Regions from separate parts of the Oryzias latipes genome. Here region 1 is linked to region 2. The links are chromatin contacts, called in public Hi-C maps. All regions are on one chromosome and are shown on one strand. Each heading gives the region's core, a stretch centred on a gene start, on an enhancer-like site or on the middle of the called end of the contact. The rest is flanking DNA. Distances are from core to core; before and after follow the strand shown. Region 1 holds the start of fbxo22 (F-box only protein 22). Region 2 overlaps nfatc3 (nuclear factor of activated T-cells, cytoplasmic 3).

Evidence for each region. Hi-C and Micro-C count contacts between places; a contact is called where the count stands out from the background.
Region 1: a contact with region 2 is called in a Hi-C map of embryo, with 2.3 times the contacts expected there. The contact joins the promoter of fbxo22 here to the enhancer-like site in region 2. A contact is called at or near these places in 2 of 5 Hi-C or Micro-C datasets (embryo and gastrula embryo).

Annotation. Positions count from the first base shown.
Region 1 is chr3:26,471,013-26,477,899 of ASM223467v1, reverse strand. It overlaps fbxo22 (F-box only protein 22), which reads right to left and starts at 1,608. Exons shown (of 7, transcript XM_004067277.4): 1 at 1,397-1,608; 2 at 1,024-1,156; 3 at 46-133. The coding sequence starts at 1,527. LOC101164789 (tropomyosin alpha-1 chain) reads right to left here. Exons shown (of 9, transcript XM_023953571.1): 4 at 6,396-6,513; 5 at 6,216-6,286; 6 at 6,036-6,111; 7 at 5,872-5,934; 8 at 5,675-5,744; 9 at 3,118-3,402. The coding sequence ends at 3,329.
Region 2 is chr3:26,300,675-26,307,364 of ASM223467v1, reverse strand. It overlaps nfatc3 (nuclear factor of activated T-cells, cytoplasmic 3), which reads left to right. Exons shown (of 10, transcript XM_004067396.4): 10 at 3,111-5,170. The coding sequence ends at 3,187. Among protein-coding and RNA genes, the nearest start is that of LOC101173047, 27 kb to the right of the region's middle. Within about 2 kb of position 1,659, at least 6 of the 8 cell types and tissues checked have an H3K27ac peak or open chromatin away from gene starts, as enhancers often do. A contact at or near this core is called in embryo and gastrula embryo, where this site is marked.

The sequences.
Region 1 (6,887 bases), core at 359-2,858, 170 kb before region 2:
GATGTATGGAAACTAGAAATGAACACACAGAATGCAAATACCAACCTTTGTTTTGTCTGTAACAATAAACTTGCTCATTAAGTGTAGCAGAATCCACCATAGCCAGAACTGTTTTGGGGAGGAGAAAGACTTTCTGAAAATGAGAAGATGCAAAATTCAGGTCGAACAATATTGATGCGTCTTAATTCTTTCATAAAACTTTCAGAACATGTCACATTGCAAAAGACTAGAAAAAAAGTTGATTAAATATATTCTGAAAGCATAGAAATTACAGTAACTGATCTGAAGAAGAGAGCCCACATGACTCCTGTCTTAAAATCCCTGCACCGACTGCCTGTCAGCTTCAGGCTTGATTTTAAGATTCTCCTTCTAGTTTTTAAACATCTTGATGGATTTGGACCTTCATCGGGTTCTGCTCTCTGAAAAATTCCCATGTTGGGAACCAGGACTGACGATAAGGCCTCCTTTTAGTTCCATGGTCCTCATCTGTGGTTTATTTTACCAGAAGATCTGAGAGTTTAATATGTAATTTAAAGACATCTTTTTAACTTTACATTTAACCTATTTATTTAGCTATTTAAGTGGCTTTTATGGTTCTTCATTGGTTCTTCACACGTTTTTACCCTTTCTTTTAATCTAAACCATTAACCACAGTGTTTCCTTCCATTTTATGTTCGTCTTTTGATTGACGTTCCTTTTAATTTAATGTGTTTACTGACTTTTCATTGTTTTAACCTATATTTATATATGTCTTTTATGTTAAGTGCCTTGTTTTCTTCAGCATGTTGATGAAATGTGCTCTAAAAATATAGGGATTGATTGAGTAGTTTAAGGTAAAACTGCAATGAAAATTAGGCAGGTTGCTTGAAACATATGACTAAATATAAATGTCATGTAAATAACAATCATACTTAGGCTCTCTGGTTTTCAGGGGGCGTGTCCTTTTCGAGGATAACCCCCCCCCCTGAACTTTTCAATGTTTATGAAAAAAAGAAACCCATTCGGTTGAGCGATTTGGTTTACCTCCACCTCTTCAGACAGGGAGCTGCAGAGGGAATGAGCCTCTGTGGTGGAAGGTCCACAGACCGACACCCATGCCAGCTGCTGCTGAGTCCTGAGGACTCTGCGAGCGCAGTTCCTCCACAACCTGCACACACTAGGAGCAACAGCGGATCCGTCAGTCACCTGCTCTGTTTATAGTTTTAGCAAAACGCCATATAGATCCTCAAGTATATAATCTGATTCAAATAAAAACTAAAATAAAAACTATTCCGTTAAAGTTAAGGATCCTCCAAACTAAGATCATTATTGGGAGGAAAAAAATTCTGTTTCACTTTCATTCGACGGCTAACCATTAGAAAGGTTATTAGCTTAGCATATAAATGTTTTTCTTTACCTCGCAATCCGGAACAGCGATTTTGTCGGTACAAAAGTCAAGATTCTCTCAACCACTTCAGCAACATTGCTAAGTACGTATGCAGCCTTACTGTCGTGTAAAGGCTCGTTAAACTCCTGATTTTCAGTCATGTTTCGCTCTCATGAGGTTGGATTTCCAGCTGGTTAGCTAACTTTTACTTGTGTATATGCATCATTCCATCCTGCGCAAAAACTACAGCGCCGCGTGTGGCGAGGAGGGGTGTTGCAACGACTTCAGAGACTGCAGTGCGCAGACGAGGGTAGTTGACTTAACTTGGGCTCTCAGTATGTAAGGGCATACATTCTTATGTGTTGTTCTTTGCTAAGTACTTTTGCTTGTTTTTAAACACAAAACCATGAAACATTTTACATAGATCTTTATTGATATATTTGTTGATACAATTCCAGGAAATGACAAAAAACATCTCAACTGTGCCATAAAAGAATGGAAAATCTATGAAAAAACAAAAACACTAGACACTAAGTGTATGTGACAGTACAAACTGACAGTGACATTGAAACATAAATAAAAAAAAACTTGTTATTTAGTCACAACAGTATGTATGGCTTCATATGAATGACAATGTGCAACATGCTTCCAGCAAAAAAGTGCAAATTACCTAAAATAACCGTGTAAACCATTTCACTCAAATAAAAGTTGAACTTGACAGAAACAGGCAAACTGTATTTGAGCTGCACTTTTTCTCGCTACTTTGTGTAGAGCAGGAGTGGGGAACACCAGGCCTCAAGGGCCTGTGTGTCTTGCATGTTTTCCATGTATTCCACCCCCTAATATTATCTGTATATTATCTGTATCAGCTGTTCATGGGAACAAATCATGTTAAGAACATCTGAAAAAATGTGGGGAGTAAAAACTTTTGGTTTTTTCATTAGCTAGATCCAGCATCCTGCTTTATGCAGTGACCTCCAGAGCCACCACACACATTCACATTTAAAGAATTTCCCCATCGTGAGATAAATAAAGTTTCATCTAGTTCTGATTACCTGAATCGAGCATGTTTTGTTTATCAGTCTGGAAACATTTGATTCACCCAATCAGGACCAGCCAAGTCTCTGTTATCTGAAAAATGAGCAAGGCAGAAGCTCCAGGGGACCAGAGCTGGAGACCACTAGCTTAGACCTTCTCCCATGTCCCACGACCTCCGAGGACCTTGTGTCCTAGCCAGTCACATCAAAGACTAGCAAACGATGCAGAGAATATTTTTATCATCCCTTCACGTTTTGAAAATATTAATAAATTCACAACAGGCAAGGCAAAACTACAAATTGTTATTTTTTATAAGTAAACCAAATCGGATAAGAACAGCTGTTACTGTTGTCCTCCTACACACAAACAGGATCTGTTTGTTTCCCTTTCATGTGGAGTTTCACATTATCTTTGTTCATTGGATCAAAACAAAAGCAGAACTGAACCAAGTCCAAAGGATTTCCTGCAAGATTTTCCTTCTGACAGGTTTCAAACTAGTGCTCGGCAATGAAGTGCTACTTTAACATTCCAAATCAGACAATCTACAGAGACGTCGATCAATAATTTTGTATTTCCTGATTATTTGGCTACACAGAAGTCCCACTAAACTCTCATTCTTTCAGTGGAATGCAGTAAGTTGGGTCTGTTGTTCAGTAAAACGTGTCCCCGGGTTCTTGAACATTTCACGTTAGGAGAAAGTACTCAATAGCTTGTATCTTTGTCATTTAATTGTAGCAGACTTCAAGGTTACTGGAAACGTGGCGGCCAGATCCTCATGCCTTAAGTGTGACACGCTTTCATAAGCACACAGGCTTCTCATTTCAAACCAGAGAAAGTTGGGAAGAAATTGTCATTGACTTTTGAGGTTGTAGACTCTACTTTCCATGTCGTTTTTAAGTCGCTGAACACAATCCCCTCTTCGGGCTATGCTTCATTTAAGGCTACTCTCAGTTCATTGGTAAGGAGACGGTTTTTCTCAAGTTGCTTGTATAGATGATCTTGACAGTCAGAAAGCAGGAGAAAAAGGGAAAAAGACAGACGGCAGGTTAGTACAAACAGTGCACAATGGGTTAACATTGCTCTGAAGAAGTGTCCGATGAAAACGGCCTCCGTGAAGCCATTTAAAGGCAAAAGGTCAGCAGTTCTGAAGTGGATTCAAGTGTCTAAAGCTCAATGCCTCAGGGTGCAGTCACTTAAGGATTGACCTTCTAGAAAAGTCTGACACCTACTTTACCCCTGCTTTATAAAAAAGAAGCATTAAAAAAGGTAATAGAAAAGTCTATATGATCGTCCTAAAAATCATTACGAATATATTTTCCATCCTTTAGAGTTACTGTAATTCTTTAGAAAGATAAAATCGTGAAACATTTTATATTTCTTATTTCCTTATTATATCTGGGATCAAGAAGTGTTGAGGGCATCCGAACATTTAATTCTAGTCCATTTCAATGGACCTCCTTATATAAATGTACAGGCTGAAACTTAACAGTTGACATATTTTGGTCAGAAAATTCCAGAGAATGTGCTTTAAAAAGCCTCCTTAACGCTGGATACACTAAAAATCCCATTATCAGTTCATCACCTACTGTGAGGACTTGTATCAATGTCCTCACAAACAGAAGAAGGAACAGTAAAATGGGATAGGAGCTCCAGATTTTATTCAAAAGCTACTCAAAATAAATTAAAACACAAAAGACAAATGAAAACAAAAAAGCAGTTGGACAAATGCAAATAAAGAAAGGTTGCAAGAGAAAGGGGAAGGGCTGACACAGATGGAATAAAGTTTATTTTACAGAAAGCAGAAGGGCCCAAAAGTCTGAACGAGTGATGGAGCAGTGTGTGCTGGCAGCGACGGCCCAATGTGCAGGAGTGGCAGGGCGGTAAAGAAATACAGACACGAAGGACATCGAAAAATGGGCCGCGCTGCCCGGGAGTGAAATGACGACACACAACCAGCTTCTGACGTGAAAGGTGAAAGCATTTAGCTGTGAAAACAGAAGAGCAAAAGTGTTGGATGGAGAAATCAAAGGGGTAAAAAGATAAAGCCATGTAAAAAAAAAAAAAAAATGTAGAAAATGAGAGTTAAGGGCCACACTCACACCAATATAAAGAAATCTAGGTGAGTCAAATCTAAGAAGGTAGTCCAGAGAGTCAGAGCACCATTGGTTTATTTTCAAATCATAGTAAATCAAGCAGCAAAGATGAATTTTAAAAAATCTACAGTTGAGCTGAGAATAAATCCACACACCCCAAACATGCCACAAGAGGGAGCTATTGCTACATCAGTTAGGATCTAAGGCACAAAGCACTGTCAGGCATGTGGAGAATTACATGGATGTCATGTCGTTGAGGGCATGGTCCAGCTCCTCGCTGATGGCCTTGTACTTCAGCTTCTGGGAATACAGCTCATCTATTGTGTTATTATTTAGTGGAGAGTTTGAAAACAAAAAAAAAGACAAAAAGGAGTCAGAGGGGGGAAATTGCAACAGAACCTAAAATGTAGAAAATGAAAGGTAAGAAAATAAATTAAAACAAATATTAAATCAAATCAGGGCAAAAATAGGGAAGTCAGGTGAACAGCTGCTAATTGTTATTGTGTCAGATTCCTGAGGAGTCACTGAGAAGCTGCACCCGCCTGCAAACACTGCTTAGCCTTGAAGTCACTACAGCAGAGCGCCGCACAGCGCCACGTTCAGAAATGTTGCCCCCATGACTATCAAGCAGACTGCTGTGGATCACCTTTCACAGTTCCTTACAGAATTTATTTTAGCCTGTTGAGAAAAATCCATAATCCTCCAAATTTTCATCTTTATCGTGATAAAAAGAAACCTCTCCCAGAATTCAAACTCACGTGTTTCCTTTAGATAAATTCATAAAATGGTTTAAGAATATTATTTAAATAGATCTTCATATAGAAAAGGCAATAGGTTCATCAAATCCATGAATCAATAAAATAATTTCTAACACATTTAAGGGAAAAATGTTTTCAGTTAGTTTTTAATGTGAGAATTACTTATTTTTTTTAGTAACTCACCTTTGTTCTGTTTAAATATCTGCCTGACAAGTTTTCATCGAACGAAACAAAATAGTTTTGGCAATTTGAAAACCAAATCCATTTTAAAGTGTATCTCATTGAATCGGAAGTTGAATAGTGACCTTGTTAAACCAAAATTCAGTATTGTGGTGGTGAGACCCAGGCCTACTGAAAAAACTAGCATCCACTCCTAGAGGAGTGCTGGTGAATGCTGTCCAAGTGTAAACATGTCATACCCTCAAGGTCATCAATGGTCTTCTCAAGCTTGGCGACTGATCTCTCAGCAAACTCAGCACGGGTCTCAGCCTGAGAGGAGGAGCCAGGTCTGGTGTTAGCGACATTTTAAGTACCAGCATGCAACAGTCCTTCAAGTGAAGTACAGTGTCAGCATGTTTGGGCAGCAACTGTTTTATCTGGACTCCGGAGCTCTCACCTCCTTGAGCTTGTCTGTAAGAACCTTGATCTCCTCCTCATACTTGTCTTCCTTCTGCGAGTACTGTGGTTGCACACAAAGACCAGAATTACAGAGATGTGCTGAGAGCCCCAAACAAATGTGCTCCCATTGAGAAATGTGTTCCTCTTGATAAGACGATCTACCTTCTCTGCCTGAGCCTCCAGAGACTTCAGGTTGTTCTGCACAGTTTTCAGCTCCTCCTCAAGTTCAGAGCATTTGCTGTGAAACAACAGAATAGTTTAAAAATGTGGGATTTCATTACTGAAATCTATTACCGTTAGCAATTCTCAATAAAGGTTGAAGATAAAGAGGGGAGTAGCTACCCTTCAGACAGCTCAGCACGCTCCTCTGTACGTTCCAAGTCGCTCTCAATGATCACCAGCTTACGGGCAACCTAAAGATCAAACATCCATCCATTACAAACCTGTAGACAGCACCACCATTTTGGAGGAAAGGAATCTGAACCCCCCCCCCAGAGAGCAGGGAACAGCTGACAAACTTGCCTCCTCGTATTTACGGTCAGCCTCCTCAGCGATGTGTTTGGCCTCTTTCAGCTGGATCTCCTGCAGTTCCATCTTCTCTTCATCCTTCATTGCCCTGTTCTCAATGACTTTCATGCCTCTGTAGCCGAGAAAAAACAGCAGCAGGTCCATTTAAATCATTTAGGAATGATCCAACAGCATTCCAACAGGAACTTTTGGAGGCAGTATAGCCCTTCCTCAACCATAGAAGAAGAAGACAGATACAGACGGGCTCCTCCGCCGTCTACAACAGTAAGAGGCTCGGTGTGCAACGTCATAGCAGTGCAAATCCTGCTCCAGACCTTTTGTTTTCACAGCTCTGTTCCTGTAAATGTCCGCCTTGGAGTCATTCCAATCCGACCGAACACAAACCACAATTATTGACGTCTCCTTTGTGATCATGTTTACAACGGCTGGTACTTCCGTGTTTTGAGGCGGACACCACCCACATTACTAAATCCCAATCCCCGATTG
Region 2 (6,690 bases), core at 410-2,909:
GTTACAGTAACATACAGTGGAGGACAAAACTGTTGGTAACCCTCAGTTAAAGAAAGAAAGAAAGTCCACAATGCTGACTGAAATGACTTGAAACGTTCAAAAGTAACAAATTAAAATTGATAGAAAATTAAATAATCAAAATCAGCCATTACTTTTGAGTTGTTGATTAACAGAATTATTTAAAAAAACAAACTAATGAAATAGGGCTGGACAAAAATGATGGTACCTAATGACTTAATATTTTCTTGTACAATCTTTTGAGGCCATCACTGCAATTGAACGGTTTCTGCATTTCTCAATGAGCCTTCTGCACCTGTCCACATGTATTTTGGCCCACTCCTCATGAGCAAACTGCTCCAGTTGTTTGACGGGTGTCTTCTCCAAATGGCATGTTTCAGCTCCTTCCACAGATGCTCAATGGGATTCAGATCTGGGCTCATAGAAGGCCACTTCAGAATAGTCCAATGCTTTTCTCTGAGCCATTCTTGGGTTTTTTTTGGCTGTGTGTTTTGGATGGTTGTCCTGTTGGAAGACCCATGACCTGCGACTGAGACCAAGCTTTCTGACACTAAGCAGCACATTTCTATCCAGAATGCCTTGATAATCTGGAGATTTCATTTTACCTTGCACCACTTCAATCCATGTTTCACAGTGGGGACAGTGTTCTTTTTGTTGTATGCTTTATTTTTGTCTACGAGCTGATGTGCCTCACTAAAAAGCTCCAGTTTTGTCTCATCTGTCCAAAGGACATTTTCCCAGAAGCTTTGTGGCTTGTCAACATGCATTTTTGCAAATTCCAGTCTGGCTTTTTTATGATTTCCTTTCAACAGTGGTGTGCTCCTTGGTCGTCTCCCATGAAGTCCACTCTGGCTCAAACAATGACGAATGGTGCGATCTGACACTGATGTACCTTGATCTAGGAGTTCACCTTTAATGTCTAATTATTAATTGTTCTGGGCTATTTGGGATACTGTTCCAACTATCCGTCTCCTCAATTTGTCATCAATTTTCTTCTTCCAGTCACGTCCAGGGAGGTTGGCTACTGTCCCGTGGGTCTTAAACGTCTGAATAATCTGTTCCACTGTCGTCACAGGAACTTCAAGCTGCTTAGAGATGGTTTTTTAGCCTTTACCTTTACCATGTTTGTCTATAATTTTGTTTCTAATGTCCTGGGACAATTCTCTCCTCGCTTTCTGTTGTCCATGTTCAGTGTGGTCCACACCTTTTCACCAAATAGAAACATGACTATTTGTCTCCCTTTAAATAGGCAGACTGACTGATTATGGCTTTGAAAACAGCTGTGATGTCAATCAAAGGACATACCTGAGTTCATCATGACCCCCTGGACAATTAGTTATTGGGTACCATCATTTTTGTCCAGCCCTATTTCATTAGTTTGTTTTTTTAAATAATTATGTTAACAACTCAAAAGTAATGGCTGATTTTGATTATTTAATTTTCAATCAATTTTAATTTATTGTTACTTTTGAACGTTTCAAGTCATTTCAGTGAGCATTGTGGACTTTCTTTCTTCAACTGAGGGGTTCCAACAATTTTGTCCACCACTGTATTTGTTTGTTCTGTTCTGGGGAAGGTCCTAGCTCACATGTGGACTGTCATGTACAGACAGGTCTTTCTGGAAGCCTCCCAGTCCCCAGACTAGGCCACAGGTCTGTGCTACGCCCTCCCCAAACCAGTTGGCCCGCCTCGTTTGTGCACGCCTGACCTTTAATCGTCACTTTTAGGGAAAACCACATGAAGCCCCGGCTCCCCAGACAAAAGCTGAGCCCCCACGTGTTTTAGTGGAAACTAGATTTTCCATACATTTCTAATAAAACATTTAAAAAAAAAAAAAGGTTTCCTCTGTCTTTCTGCCCTCATGTCTTCCTCACCGCGTCAAAGTCATTTTTGTTGATCTCCTTCACGGCTGCAGTCTTTACGAGCTCCCTGCTGTGTTTCTTGTGGTCCCACTGTGAGTGCTGTAAAACAACCATGCAGGCGGCCTGAAAGAGGGGGGGGGGGGGGGGAGCTGCAACTCTCATAGAGACGACTCTTATTTGTTTAAATGCCTCTTTGGGATCAACTTTACTGGTTGAAAAGAAGATTGCTCACCAGGTCAAGTGAAGCAGCAAAATGGTTCAAGCTTTGATGGAGTAAAGGACGGTCACTCCTGTGAGCTCCACACACTTCAGCAAGAGTCCCTCAGTGTTGGTGGAAGCTGTTGAATAATCACGACACAACAGCGACTTAGTGGTGCAGAAGTCCTTCAGCTTCTCCATGTTGACATTTTGTCCATTTCTGAGAAGTCGGTGTGGAACGCCACTGCCCTCTGCTGGACACAACTGCACATTGCTTCAAGATGATTTCACGGAAGAGAGCCGACAAAGAAATAAATCTGTATTATCTTTATTTTTGTGGATGTAAAAGTTGATTATAAACTCAGAGTGAATCAAATCATGATTATCATTGGTCCAAACTCTTAACTTTAACCAGTTAACTTGTCAAACCTTGACGTAATACGACAGTGCCATGGTATAAACTCATTGTTAAAGACCCGCTCCAATGAAAAGGGTGTTTTTGGTGGATCAACATGTTCTTTTGGCATTTTTCTGGCACGTGTAAAGAAAATTAAGCTCAAACTTGCATTTCTGAGTATTTGTTTATTCAAATTGTTGTGAATCAGGAGCAGATTAAAAAAATAACTTTTGAAAAGAGTTGTATTTGTGACGTAGAAGATTAGCGAGCTCCCTGCTCCACGCTGCAATGGGGTCTCGCCCACAACTCAGAGTTGAATTTCTAATGAACTCCTGCTGCTCTGCAGAAACTAAGTCCTAGAAAACAACACAGCATTTTTAATATTGGCTTAAAACGGCATAATCATAATTTAAAAACCACTGGGAACATTTTTACAGTAGATCAAGAGATGATCAGAGTGGGACTTTGATTAAAATGATTAAAATAACATTTACTAATTGAAAATATGATGTCTTGAAAGGTAGGGTGCATTTATGACCCATGCATAGAGCTCAAGAATATTTACATTAGTCAAAAAATGATCATTTTTTAGTAGAAACAGTTTAAATTGTTGTTTTTCTGTCTTTTTCCTGCAGTGAACGAAATCATCGGCAGAGACATGTCCCAGGCACCAAGTGCTCACGGTCCTCCATCAGCTCACAACCAGTCGTAGTGTCACCTGAACTCCCCCTCAAAGGTCCACCTCGCCCCTCCATCTGTCAACCTGCAAACTCCTCAACTCAGACAAGGACTCGGGTCCTGGTCCAGGTTCTGGTCCGGGTGGCAGAAGAGGACAGCGGAGCCCTGAAGCCCCCCTGAGTGACCTGACACCTGAAGCTCAGTTCTTACATGTAAAGGGAAACGTGGCGCCAAACGGATCCCAGCTGTCCGCCAGCGCTCAGGCCCGAGTTTGACCTCCTGTCTTCCTGAGCCCTCGGCTCTGCGCTCCGAAGTGTTTCCATCCCCTTCTCACCAGCATGAAGAGGACTAGCACACAGAACGGAAGAGGCGAACACTTCCAGAGGTTTGACGGTGTGAGCATCAGCAGAAGAGAAGCCACATTTGACTTCAGATACTGGATTCTAAAAAAACTGACGCCCTGATTGACGGGCCTGCCTTTCAGAGGCCTGCTGTCCAGACATTTCAGTGACGCATCCCGCCCTCCTTTCTGATGAAACCTTCTCCTCTGGTTTTCAGAGTGCAACATTCCACATCTTACAGTAGCCTTGCAGCTGTTAAGAAATCTATAGATTAATCCTCACACGGCTTTCTTTTTCTGGCTTTTCTGTTATGCCTGTTTCTTTTTTTCCTCTCTTTTTAGCTGAACAAATGCCTTATTGATATGTATCAGCTTTGAATGGTAGCAAAAGCTTTCTGTTGTTTTGCACAGTTTGAGGATCATATGTTTTTGTTTAGGAGCCGCTGTGGAGCCTGTGTGTTTGGGATTTTTATGAATCGCCCATTATTTTTTCTGTCAAACAGAAGCGTTCTCATTGGTCCACAGAGACGGCACTCTCTAAAATTTCAGTTTAATCTCCCAGAGGCCTTTGTGTGCCTTCGATTTTCTTACAGCGGACGAGAAACGATCGGAAAGTATTTGAAACGTTCAGACGTCTTTCTGTTGTACGTTGTTTTTCTTTTGGTCCTCATTTCATTGAACAAGTTGAAATCCCAAAGTCGATGAGGTCTTCCACTCCACCCTGCTCACAACAATCACCGTTTGCTGTTAACACTGGCAGACTGGTGCGTCCTTTCATCACAGATATGCAGCGCCGACATGGCAGTGATAACACGAACTCCGGTCAGGGAGGACGGAGACTTGAGCTGAGCAACTCGAGCTTTTTTAAAAGCTTGAAACTCGTTTCCAGCTGAAATGATTCTGCTATGCATTCATGCTTTCTTTATGCTTAAAAAACGACAAAAAAAAGACCTTGATGCCTGTATAGGTAGACACTTGTCTTTGCAGATGCTGGGCTGGTTCTGTTCAAATCCTGTGGAAGCCTCTCGATGGCTTCTGGGGCACACGCGTGTGTGTGAGTGTGAGTTATGGTGAATGGCAGTCATTTGCATCAAGATCCTATAAAAAAAAAGAAAAAAGAGGATTGGGTCCTATTTTCCAATAACAAAAGCACTTGTGTGTTGAGTCTATGCAAACCGCAGCAAAAGTGAGCTCTAACACAAACTCAGAAGCAACATTTTTCTGGATAAATGAAAAGAGAATTCATGTGGTGGGAATATCATACCACTATGTGAACCCTTCAGATGCCTTAACTCTTGTTCGTATGCTGTTCTCTGCCCTGGCCTAGGTCAGGATTCTAGTTTCTTCCTGTTTGTTTTTTCACATTAAGACGAGTTCTGCAGCTCAAGAGACAAAAGAGTGAAACAAAACCAGCATTGACGGTAAACTCTGGCTGCCGTCTGCTTCGGCCACAACCAAAGAGCGAACAACTTGTTCCTGTTTTAAGTGACGGCGAAGCAGTGGATTCTATTTTTGATACTTTGAAATGGATGTCATTCCTACAAACGGCTGAGGACATGTATGACTCTGTCTAGATGGCATACATGTTTTTGTGTGGGTGTCTAGATGCACAGAAAAACTATTTAGATGTATTTTGTAAAATAAAAGGGAAATACAGGATTAGCTGATGTTTACCAAGCCTTGTATTGTCATTTCTTGTATATTTGTATGTTTAAATTTTTTGCAACTTTTAAGACTGCAGTGCTTTTTGAAATTATACAAAGGGAGTAATACCTTGCATCATACTGTAGGCTCTAATGTAATCAATAAAACAGAAAACTCACTTATGGCGTTATTCATTTTTATTCTGTCAGAGGCACAAATTCTTACATCAATACACCCAATCTATTTAAAAAAAACATTAAAAATTTGTTTATTTTTCTTGCTTTTACATTTCTTACGATGAAAATCTGAAAGTTATTTAACCCTTGTGCTATCTTAGATGACCCCACCCTTACATTGACGTGTTCTCCCTACCATGACAAAGGTGGATAAAGGTGGAAAGATTTCATGTAATTCATGGACACCAGTGAAGATCACAAATAATTGAAGAAAAAAGGTTCAGAGCACTGTCTAGTGCAGGGGTCACCAACCCTGTGCCCGCGGGCGCCAGTGCCCCCCTGTAATACGAGTCTAGAAAATTCATGCATGTTTTTGTGTGTAAAATGAGCAAATAAAAATAGGGCACACAAAAAGTAGTCCTCAAATTATGTTGGTTTTTTTTTTTTGGGGGGGGGGGGGGGGGGCTAGGAGGTTTTTAGTGGCGCCCTTGAAATAGCCCTCGGTCTCAAAAAGGTTGGTGAACCCTGGTCTAGTGGGTCTAGATGACCCAACTCTCAATGTTGAAGTGCCTAGGATAGCACAAGGGATACGAGAAAAGGTCAAAGCAACAAACCTAATTTAGGGAGAGTTTAAAATCTTCCAAATGTTCTGTCATCTGAGAAGAAACATTTTTTTTTTCCTTTTGAGAATTTATGCATCTACTTGAAGGGGAAAAAAAAGTACTCTAAAAGAAATTGGTATCAAAGCAGCAGCAAAACACGGGGGCGGTAGTAGAATGATGTGAGAGTTCCCTTCAGCTTCAGGACCTGGACAACTTGCTAGAATTGATATAATTAAACTCAAATAATTCTGGCAAAAATCACCAAGACCTCAGTTTGTAATGAACTGCTAAAAGATAATTACAAAAGCTTTTAAAATTATTTAAAATCAAAAGAAAATCCTTAGTAAAGGGTAAACTGATCATTGTAAAAATATATATAAAATAAACCAGACTGACAAAAAAATGAATTAGTTTCTCCTTTGAATTATAATAAGTGATGCATAGAATTACCCATAATTAAACCAACGAATCAAAGTTAATGGTGAAGGTGAATCACAGGTGGAAACTTCCTCCATTTTTGTTGAGTGGAAAGGGATCACCGAGGACCACATGACATTTATTAAGAATCTGAAAAAGGATAAGCTAAATAATTGGTCTGATGACGACCTTTTGACAGGTCTGTCATATTTTCCTATTGGTCATAAAGCCTCCAGAATCAACCACAGGGGGGCAGGTTTGTGATTCAACGAGTAACGGGAAGCAGTTCTCATTTCGTTTATTTTTTAAGTTCTGAAATGAGTTTCTCAAAGATTAAAGTTTCTTAGAAAAGCTAAAT